Regions from separate parts of the Gossypium hirsutum genome. Here region 1 is linked to region 2. The links are chromatin contacts, called in public Hi-C maps. All regions are on one chromosome and are shown on one strand. Each heading gives the region's core, a stretch centred on a gene start, on an enhancer-like site or on the middle of the called end of the contact. The rest is flanking DNA. Distances are from core to core; before and after follow the strand shown.

Evidence for each region. Hi-C and Micro-C count contacts between places; a contact is called where the count stands out from the background.
Region 1: a Hi-C map of leaf shows a contact between it and region 2, with 4 times the contacts expected there. The contact joins the promoter of LOC107945179 here to the enhancer-like site in region 2. A contact is called at or near these places in 2 of 34 Hi-C or Micro-C datasets (both in leaf).

Annotation. Positions count from the first base shown.
Region 1 is chrA04:85,178,899-85,183,256 of Gossypium_hirsutum_v2.1, reverse strand. It overlaps LOC107945179 (L-type lectin-domain containing receptor kinase IX.1), which reads right to left and starts at 2,900. Exons shown (of 2, transcript XM_016879051.2): 1 at 2,761-2,900; 2 at 409-2,665. The coding sequence starts at 2,615. The coding sequence ends at 696.
Region 2 is chrA04:85,023,222-85,027,718 of Gossypium_hirsutum_v2.1, reverse strand. It overlaps the pseudogene LOC107940860. Among protein-coding and RNA genes, the nearest start is that of LOC107940879, 41 kb to the right of the region's middle. Within about 2 kb of position 1,603, at least 4 of the 9 cell types and tissues checked have an H3K27ac peak or open chromatin away from gene starts, as enhancers often do. A contact at or near this core is called in leaf, where this site is marked.

The sequences.
Region 1 (4,358 bases), core at 1,651-4,150, 150 kb before region 2:
TTAAATTTAATTTTTTTATAGAATTTATAATTTTTATGATAAATTTAGTAATATTTATAATTTAATTTAGTAAACTAATACAAAATAGATCTAAAGATTTATTTGGTAAAAAAAAAGTTTAGTAATTACAACATTTAAATATAAATGGTTTCTAAAGATTGATTTGGTAAAAATAAACTTAAATAATTATAATATCCAAAATTTACCATGTTATTTCGTTATTTCAAATAAAAATTTTAAGTCAAATTGCATACCTAATCCTATATTTTTCTTAGCATAACACGACCGGTTATCATCCTGTAGGATGTGACTGAGTTCCATTAGTGGTTCTTGGGCAATATGAAGCCACAATTATCTCAAATCTCAATCTCTTAGAGATAAAAGCAAATTTAAAAGGAAGAAAATCTATAGAATATTTCAAATTAAACTATAATTAACAACGAAAGCAATCATTACACTAAGAACACTAAAATCTTTAAATACAGTGATCTTCGCATATACCCAATCAAAAGAACAAAACACAAGGTGCGGAAACCATGGATATAACAAAGCATCAAAACTAGAAAACAAGAAGCCATATATACAACAAAAGAAGGTTCAACTACCAACCGCCAAGAATTCACTGCTTGGCTTCCGTGTCATAACCTGGAGCCATTGTTTTATCCTTAAAATGAATGAATTCTTGACCCAGTGCCTCAACTTTGAGTTTGGCCACTGGTATAGCATGAAGTGGATGCTGAAGATGTAACGATGTTGTCTTGCAGAGCTGCAATGTGTAATGGAACCGGCATCTCGCGTGGTAAACTGGGAAGTGGGGCTTTGGAACCAAGGATTTCAATAGCCTGCCTTATGGATGGGCGGTCAAAATAGTTTGGGTGAGCACAAGCCAGCCCAACTAACAGCAACCGTTCCATTTGTTCCATGTCGTAGTTTCCAGACAATCTTGGGTCAGCAGCATCCAAAAGACGCTCTTCCCTATACAATTCCCAAACCCATTCCACCAGTTTTGTCTTGAATCTCTTGCCATTCCTTTCAATTACAGCTACGGCCTTCTTTCCGGAGGCTATTTCTAAGGCAACAATACCAAAGCTGTATATGTCGGATTCCTTAATGGCTTTGTATGTGTCAAGACACTCGGGTGCTATATAACCATCAGTTCCAAGGATCAATTTTGTTGTTTGAGACCCTTGTCCGTGGTCAACAAGCCTAGCCAGCCCAAAGTCACCAAGCTTGGCATTGAAACTAAAATCTAGCAGAACATTACTTGGCTTGATGTCTCGATGCAGCACGCATCGATCACATTCTTCTTGCAGATAAAACAACGCTGAGGCCACTCCCATGGCGATTTTATACCTTGTATCCCATGTCAACAAGCACGGCTCTTTATGTAGATGGTAATCGAGACTCCTATTTGGAAGGAACTCATACACAATGAGGAACTCCTTATTGTCATGGCACCAACCGATGAGTTGGACCAAATTCCTGTGCCTCAATTTGATAATAGTGGTAATTTCGGATTCGTACTCTTTCACCCCTTGTTGAGAATTTGGAGTTATCCTTTTGACAGCAATATTGGAATTGGTGTCCCTCAAGAAGCCTAAATAAACTTTTCCAAAACCTCCCTCTCCAAGGAGATCTTCATCGGCAAAATTATTCGTTGCAAGCCTGAGTTCCTTGTAGGAAAACTTCCTAGGTGCTGTCACCATTTCCACGTCTACGTTGAAAGAAATGGTCCCATCTTCCCTCATCCTTCTGTACTTTCTCCTTCTACAGAAAAGCCAAACCAGACTTAGAACTAGGAGCAAAGTAGAAATGCAACCAACAATGGCTAGAACTACCCGTAGCCATGTCTGTTTCTTCCTTCTGGAGTTGAATGGAGGGATTGGTGGTAGATTTTGAGGATTGATGGTTTTATTCATGGAAACTTGTAAGTTGGAGCTGAAACTCCAGGAACAAATAGTGTGTAGCTCAATGCTAGATCCAGTGGATCCGGAGAAGCCAAAAGTGACCCATTCTGGTAAATATTGACTAAGATCCAATATTGCGGAAAGATTAGATGAATTTAGACGATTAAAGTCCTCAGCACCAAGTAAAAAGACACTCAGGTTTTTTGTACTAGAGTTGTAAGTGATGAAAGTATCAACCTTTCCTCCATGTTCAATGCCACTCCACGTCCATTGGACAGGGTAAAAAGAAGTCTTGATAGAGTTGAGATCAATGGCCACGTGATCTAACCCCAGAGGATCCCATACATTGGGATACGTATCAAATTCCACTGCAACAAATTTAGAGTTAGCGTCTGAATCGCAACTTTGAAGTCCCAAGCAACCACCTCCGGAGTGAGGAGGGATTTTTGAGCCATCGGGAGCAAGGAAAAACGCAAACCCATCACCCCTATCTCCGGAGGACTTATTCAAGGAATCGATGGAGAAAGAAAAATGAGTGGTGAAATCTGCAAGTCGGGGATTCCCTGATGAATTGTCCCAAAGGTGCATTGGTTGGTAATAAGTGGCTCGACCAACACTACCGTTTAAAGCCTTGTTTCTCTGGTTGGTGGTGAGTTGGATTTGGCGACCTGATGTGGTTGTATCAGCTTCAAACTCTATGTGAGGCATATTTGGGGTGAAATCAGTCAAATTGAAATGGATGTTACCATCATCAATTGCTGCAGCCATGGTAAAATGAACAAGTAAACCCATAGGAAGGGTGTATAAGAATAATAATATGAAGAGAAATTCAGGTTTACGAGATTTGAGATACATATTCTCAGCTTTTTGAGCCTTCTTCACCTTCGGAGTGAGGATTTTGAGGAAATTTGCTGCAACACAAGGTAATTCATTCCCTGGAATAAAATAATTCATTCCTCACTAAAATAAAGTTCGACATTCTTGCCCTACATTGGACCTACAAAGCATCGTATTGAATCTCCTACTTTGTGGTGGGAACTTGGACAAAAATAAGAAAAAAAAAACTTTTCTTTTTTTGTAAAATTCATTAGTTATATTATTTTAAAAAATTATTTATTAATTTATATACGAAATTTGATAATAAAATTTAATTTGATGTAATTATATATAAAATTTTAATTTTGATTCAGTTGTACATGTTTAAATTACATGCATTTATTTTTATACTAAATTAATACAATTGTTTGTATATACATTATAACAAGGTAAATTATATTAATTCAATAATATTATTAATAATTTGTGAAAATTAAATCAAATAAAAGATTCATGTATAATTACATACAATCAAAATTTATATATGATATCATTCAGTAAATTAAATTTCAAATAATATTTATTCAATAAAAGAAGGTGCCAACCTACCCCAGTTGCAAGTTATAAATTAATTTGGTCTTGTTGCTTACTTTTTTGGGTGGAATTTATTTTAATCCAGTTTATTTCCTAGCAAGTGCTTTTAAAAGCACGGTGTATGAGGTCCATCAATGCAAGACTTGGAATAATTTTTATGAATTAGGCAATAAAACCACAAAGACTTTGGATTAATTACAAGTCAATGGTTCTCTTAAGAACCGTTCGAAATGATTTTTTTATAATATTTTATATATTTGTTCATTTTGCTAAGAAAATTCATCAACTTTTATTAAGAACCAAAACAATCATTACTTTACACTTGGAAAACCATAAGAACAAGAACAAAATAGTAATCTTCATAGCCAATGAAAAGAACAAAATACTAACCAAGAACTCACTATCTGTGTCTGAACTTGGAGTCTCTGTTTTTTCCTTCAAGGAATGGATATTGGAACCATTGCCTGAAGTTTGGGTTTTGCTTCTTCTGGCACCACTGGTATGGGATGCCGAAGATGTAACAGTATATTTTCTTCCAAGGATGTCGATAGCTTGTCTGGGCTCCACCACAAGACTACATAAATATGTGCATTATTGGGGGCTTATACTATTAATAATAAAAGTGCCAAGTGCCAAGTCTTTTACTATTACAAGTCAATGGACGTGTTAAAAACAAACAAAAAGAAGAATCCAACCAATATCTTCATTGGTATTATCAAGTTTAACATGTTAGACTAAATAGGAAGATTTGCTGTAAAAAAAAAAGAAAAAAAAAAGAAAAACTCACTCAATAACACTTTATGAATTATATTCAAAAGACTCAATGAAAAATAAGAATTCAAGACACTTTTTATTCACTGATTTACATTTTTTATATAGGCTGAAACTACAACAACTTTAGCTAAAATATAGGATAACCCAGAAGCAAAATCACAATCAGATATTAAACCATGATTTTAGCTAACCATTCAATAACTTTATTGTAACTAATTTGAATATTTCATCTGCTGATATGCCCAAGATTTTAGGCCACTAACTGAT
Region 2 (4,497 bases), core at 354-2,853:
GTGACTGGCCAAAAATTCTATCGAGACACATTTTTGAATCCTCGAATCTGCATATGGCATCCATACAAACTACATTACGAATTTATAATTTTTAAAACGTGTCTGATATTTAATTTCAAGTGTTATAATACATATTATATAACTTTGAAAATCATAAACTAATATCCTCTTCGATTTCTTGATCTGGAGCTAGTCAGATATCCTCGAGCTTGATTGGTATACCGCTGTGTCTTGCGGGATTGTTTCACCTATTCAAATAATATGTTATTTCAAAATTACAACAATGAAAAATAAAAATGGTAATGATATTGTCAAATGAATTTTACCATATGAAGGAGCATGCAACTGTTGATTTTAGTTTTATTCGATATCGTCACTCGACACATTTCTCGGTATAATGTCGCCAGCACCGCTGATCCCCAACTAAGTTGTCCTGATTCTTTTAAGTCGACTAGTAGTAGTAGCCATCTTAAATGTATCAAATTGCAAGATTTATCTAGCATTAGCAGAACCCTAATCAACCTCAAGATGAATGCGCGTGTGAATTGTTCCTTTTCAACATCATTCGCTAAAGCCTCGATAGTTTGGAAGTTGTCCTCCAACCATCTCATCTCGATCCAGCTAACCCTAAACTTGTTCGGCACCTTCCCTAGTAGTTGCTCACATGTTGCACTCCAATCAACACTAATAATTGGCCCTATAACGATATCCCCATCGATCAATAAACTAAGTTGTAAACTGACATCCTCGAGTGTAATTGTACACTTGCCGTAAGAAAGATAGAATGTATACATCTCCAATCTCTATCTCTCGACCAAAACATTGATGAAGGGATCCAATTTAGTCCCATATAAATGTTTTTTAAAGAATGTTTTTTTATATGTAACTTTAATTAGTGATGAAAACCAAACTGTGATATAATTTACCTGTAAAAACTTAACATAAATCCAAGGAATCTTGGTACCTTGTAATAATTGACATTGCTGTTCTTTTTCCTTTTTGTTTTTGGTTCTCACGACATTAATTTGCAAATGTTTGTCAAGAAGTAATTGGCTCCTTGTATTGTCAGGGGCTCCACTACAGTTACTGCTTAAATATATTCTTAATTTTTGTCCATCAATGTTAATAAAACTACAAAGACTTAGACTAATTACAAGTCAATGGGTCTCCTAGGAACCCTTCGAATCGGTTTTTATTTATTTATAAGATTTTATATATTCGTTCATTTTGCTAGGAAAATTGAACTTTGATTAATAACGAAAACAATCATTATTTTACACTTTGGAAAACCATAACAAGAACAAAAACAAGAACAAAATTAAAATCTCAAAATAGTAATCTTCATAGCCAATGAAAAGAGCAAAATACTAAGTGTTAACTACTAACCAAGAACTCACTGCTTGGCTTCTGTGTCTGAACCTGGAGTTCTTGTTTTATCCTTCAAGAAGGGATATTGGAACCATTGCCTGAAGTTTGGGTTTCGCTTCTTCTGGAACCACTGGTATGGGATGAATTGGATGCCGAAGATGTAACAATATTGTCTTCCAAAGCTGCAATATATGTTGGAACCGGCAGCTCCCGTGGTAGCATGGGCCGTGGTGCTTTGAAACCAAGGATGTCGATAGCCCGCGTTATCGATGGGCGGGCATAATAGTTTGGGTTAGCACAAGCCAGCCCAACTAAGAGCAACCGTTCCATTTGTTCCATGTCGTAATTGCCATACAATCGTGGGTCTACAGCATCGAAAACACTCTCTTTTCCGTACAGTTCCCAAACCCATTCCACCAGTTTTCTCTTGAATCTCTTACCATTCCTTTCAATTACAGCAATAGCCTTCATTCCGGTGGCTATTTCTAAGGCAACAATACCAAAACTGTATATGTCGGACTCCTTAATGGCTTTGCATGTGTCAAGACACTCGGGTGCTATATAACCATCAGTCCCAAGCATAACCTTAGTTGTTTGAGACCCTTGTCCATGTTCAACAAGCCTAGCCAACCCAAAGTCACCAAGCTTGGCATTGAAACTCAAATCCAACAGAACATTACTTGACTTGATGTCTCGATGCAAAACGCATTTGTCACATTCTTCCTGCAGATAAAATAACGCTGAGGCCAGTCCCATAGCGATTTTATACCTTGTATCCCACGTCAACAAGCACGGTTCTCTATGTAGATGGTAATCGAGACTCTTATTTGGAAGGAATTCGTACACGATGAGGAACTCCTTACTGTCATGACCAACCAATTAGTTGGACCAAATTCCTATGCCTCAATCTGGTAATAGTTGTAACTTCTGATACGTACTCTTTCACCCCTTGTTGAGAATGTGGAGTTATCCTTTTGACAGCAATACTACAGTTGATGTCCCTCAAGAAGCCTAAATAAACCTTCCCAAAACCTCCCTCTCCGAGCAGACTTTCATCAGCAAAATTACTGGTTGCAAGTCTTAGCTCCTTGTAGGAAAACTGCCTAGGTGCTGTTAATTTTTCCATGTCTACGTTGATAGACATGGGCCCATCATCCCTCATCTTGTTATACTTTCCTCTCCTGCAAAAAAGCCAAACCAGACCTAGAACTAGGAGCAAAGCAAAAATGCCACTAACGATGGCTAGAACTAGACATAGCCATGTCTTGCTCTTCCTTCTGGGGTTGACTGGAAGGCTTGGTGCGATTGCTGGAGGATGGATAGTTGTATTCATGGAAACTTGTAAGGTAGAGCTGAAATTCCAGGAATAAATAGTGTGTAGCTCTGTCAGAGTTTTAAATCCAGCGGCTCCTGAGAAGCCAAAAGTGACCCATTCTGTTAAATATCGGCTAAGATCCAGTATTGCAGAAAGACTAGATGAATTCTCACCAGAAAAATCACTAGCATCAACTAAGAAAACACTCAAGTTTTTTGTACTAGAGTTGTAAGTGATGAAAGCATTAACTTTTCCCCCATTTTCAATATCACTCCACCACCATTTAACGGTGGAGTTAGAAGCCTTGACAGAGTTGAGATCAATGCCCACGTGCTCAGACATCCCCACAGGATCCCAAAGACTGTGATACGTATCAAACTCCACTGCAACAAATTTAGAGTTGACGTCGTAAGTCAAATTCGAGTTGCAATTAGTTTGAAGTCCCAAACAACCACCGGCAGATCCAGGTGAGATATTTGAGCCATTGGGAGCAAGGAAAAACGCAAACCCACTACCGTATGAGCTATCGTGCAAGGAATCAATGGAGAAAGAAAATTGAGTGGTGAAATCTGCAAGTAGGAGATTCCCCGATGAATTGTCCCAAAGGTGCATTGGCTTGTAATAAGTGGCTCGACCAACACTACCATTTAGACCCTTGTTTATTTGGTCAGCAGTGAGTTGTATTGCGTTGCCTGATGCGTGCGCATCAGCTTCATACACTATGCGATGCGTATTTGGGTTGAAATCAGGGAAAGTGAAATTGATGTTATCATCATCATCCACTGATGCAGCCTTTGGAAGATGAACAACAAGGATGAATAATAATATGAAGAGAAATGCAGGTTTTGGAGATTTTACATACAAATTCGCAGCATTCTTCATTTTCAGAGTAAGGATTTTGAGGAAAGTTGCTGCAAACGCATGGTAATACATTGCTTTTTCAGGTGTGGAATAAAAAATTTGCTTCGTCGATAAAGTAACAATAATTAAAGAAGAGTTTGGAAACCCAAAAAGCACTATGCTTCGGTGTGTGAACAAAGACTTTTAAGTCTTCGTAATAAAAAAATTTTAATTTGGTTTAATTTTAAGGACGGTTGATCCATTTTTTGGGCTGAATTCGACAATGTTCCCATGCTGGGTCCCGATTATATAAATTAAGTAATTATTTTTATTTTAGAGTTAACTTTGTTTTAAGGAAATTTCAAGAATTGAATTGGAGAAAGTAAAATCTAAATCTTAATATGGAATTGATTGATTTAAATAAATAAATAAATAAAAGTTAAAAGGATAGGGTTATATTACTTTTTAGATTTTAAACTTAACAATTATTATCACATTGGGATTTAAATTTTTTTTCAAGTTAAGTCGTAAACTTGATAATTGTTTTTACATTAGGGTTTAAATCTTTTTTTTATTCAAATTAGTCCTGGATATTTCTTTGAAAACTCTAAAATTTAGGCCCTAATGTAGAAACAATTATCAAGTTTAAGCCTCAAATGAGAACAATTGTCAAGTTCAAGGATTAATATGAATAAAAAAAGTTCAAACTCCAATGTGGAAATAGTTGCCTAATTTAGGCCTTAATGTGAGAACAGTTGTCAAGTTTAGGAACTAACTTAAACAAAAATAAATTTAGATCCTAATGCGAGAATAGTTGTCAAGTTCAAACTCCAAAAAATGATTTAACCCATATGAAAATAAATATCAAGTTTAGGCCATAAAATAGTGCATTAACCCTTTTTAGAAATTACAAGTAGCGATTTCTAAAGGGTGAGATAAGATGAATGTTTGTCAAAGTTTTCATCCCTCCAAAG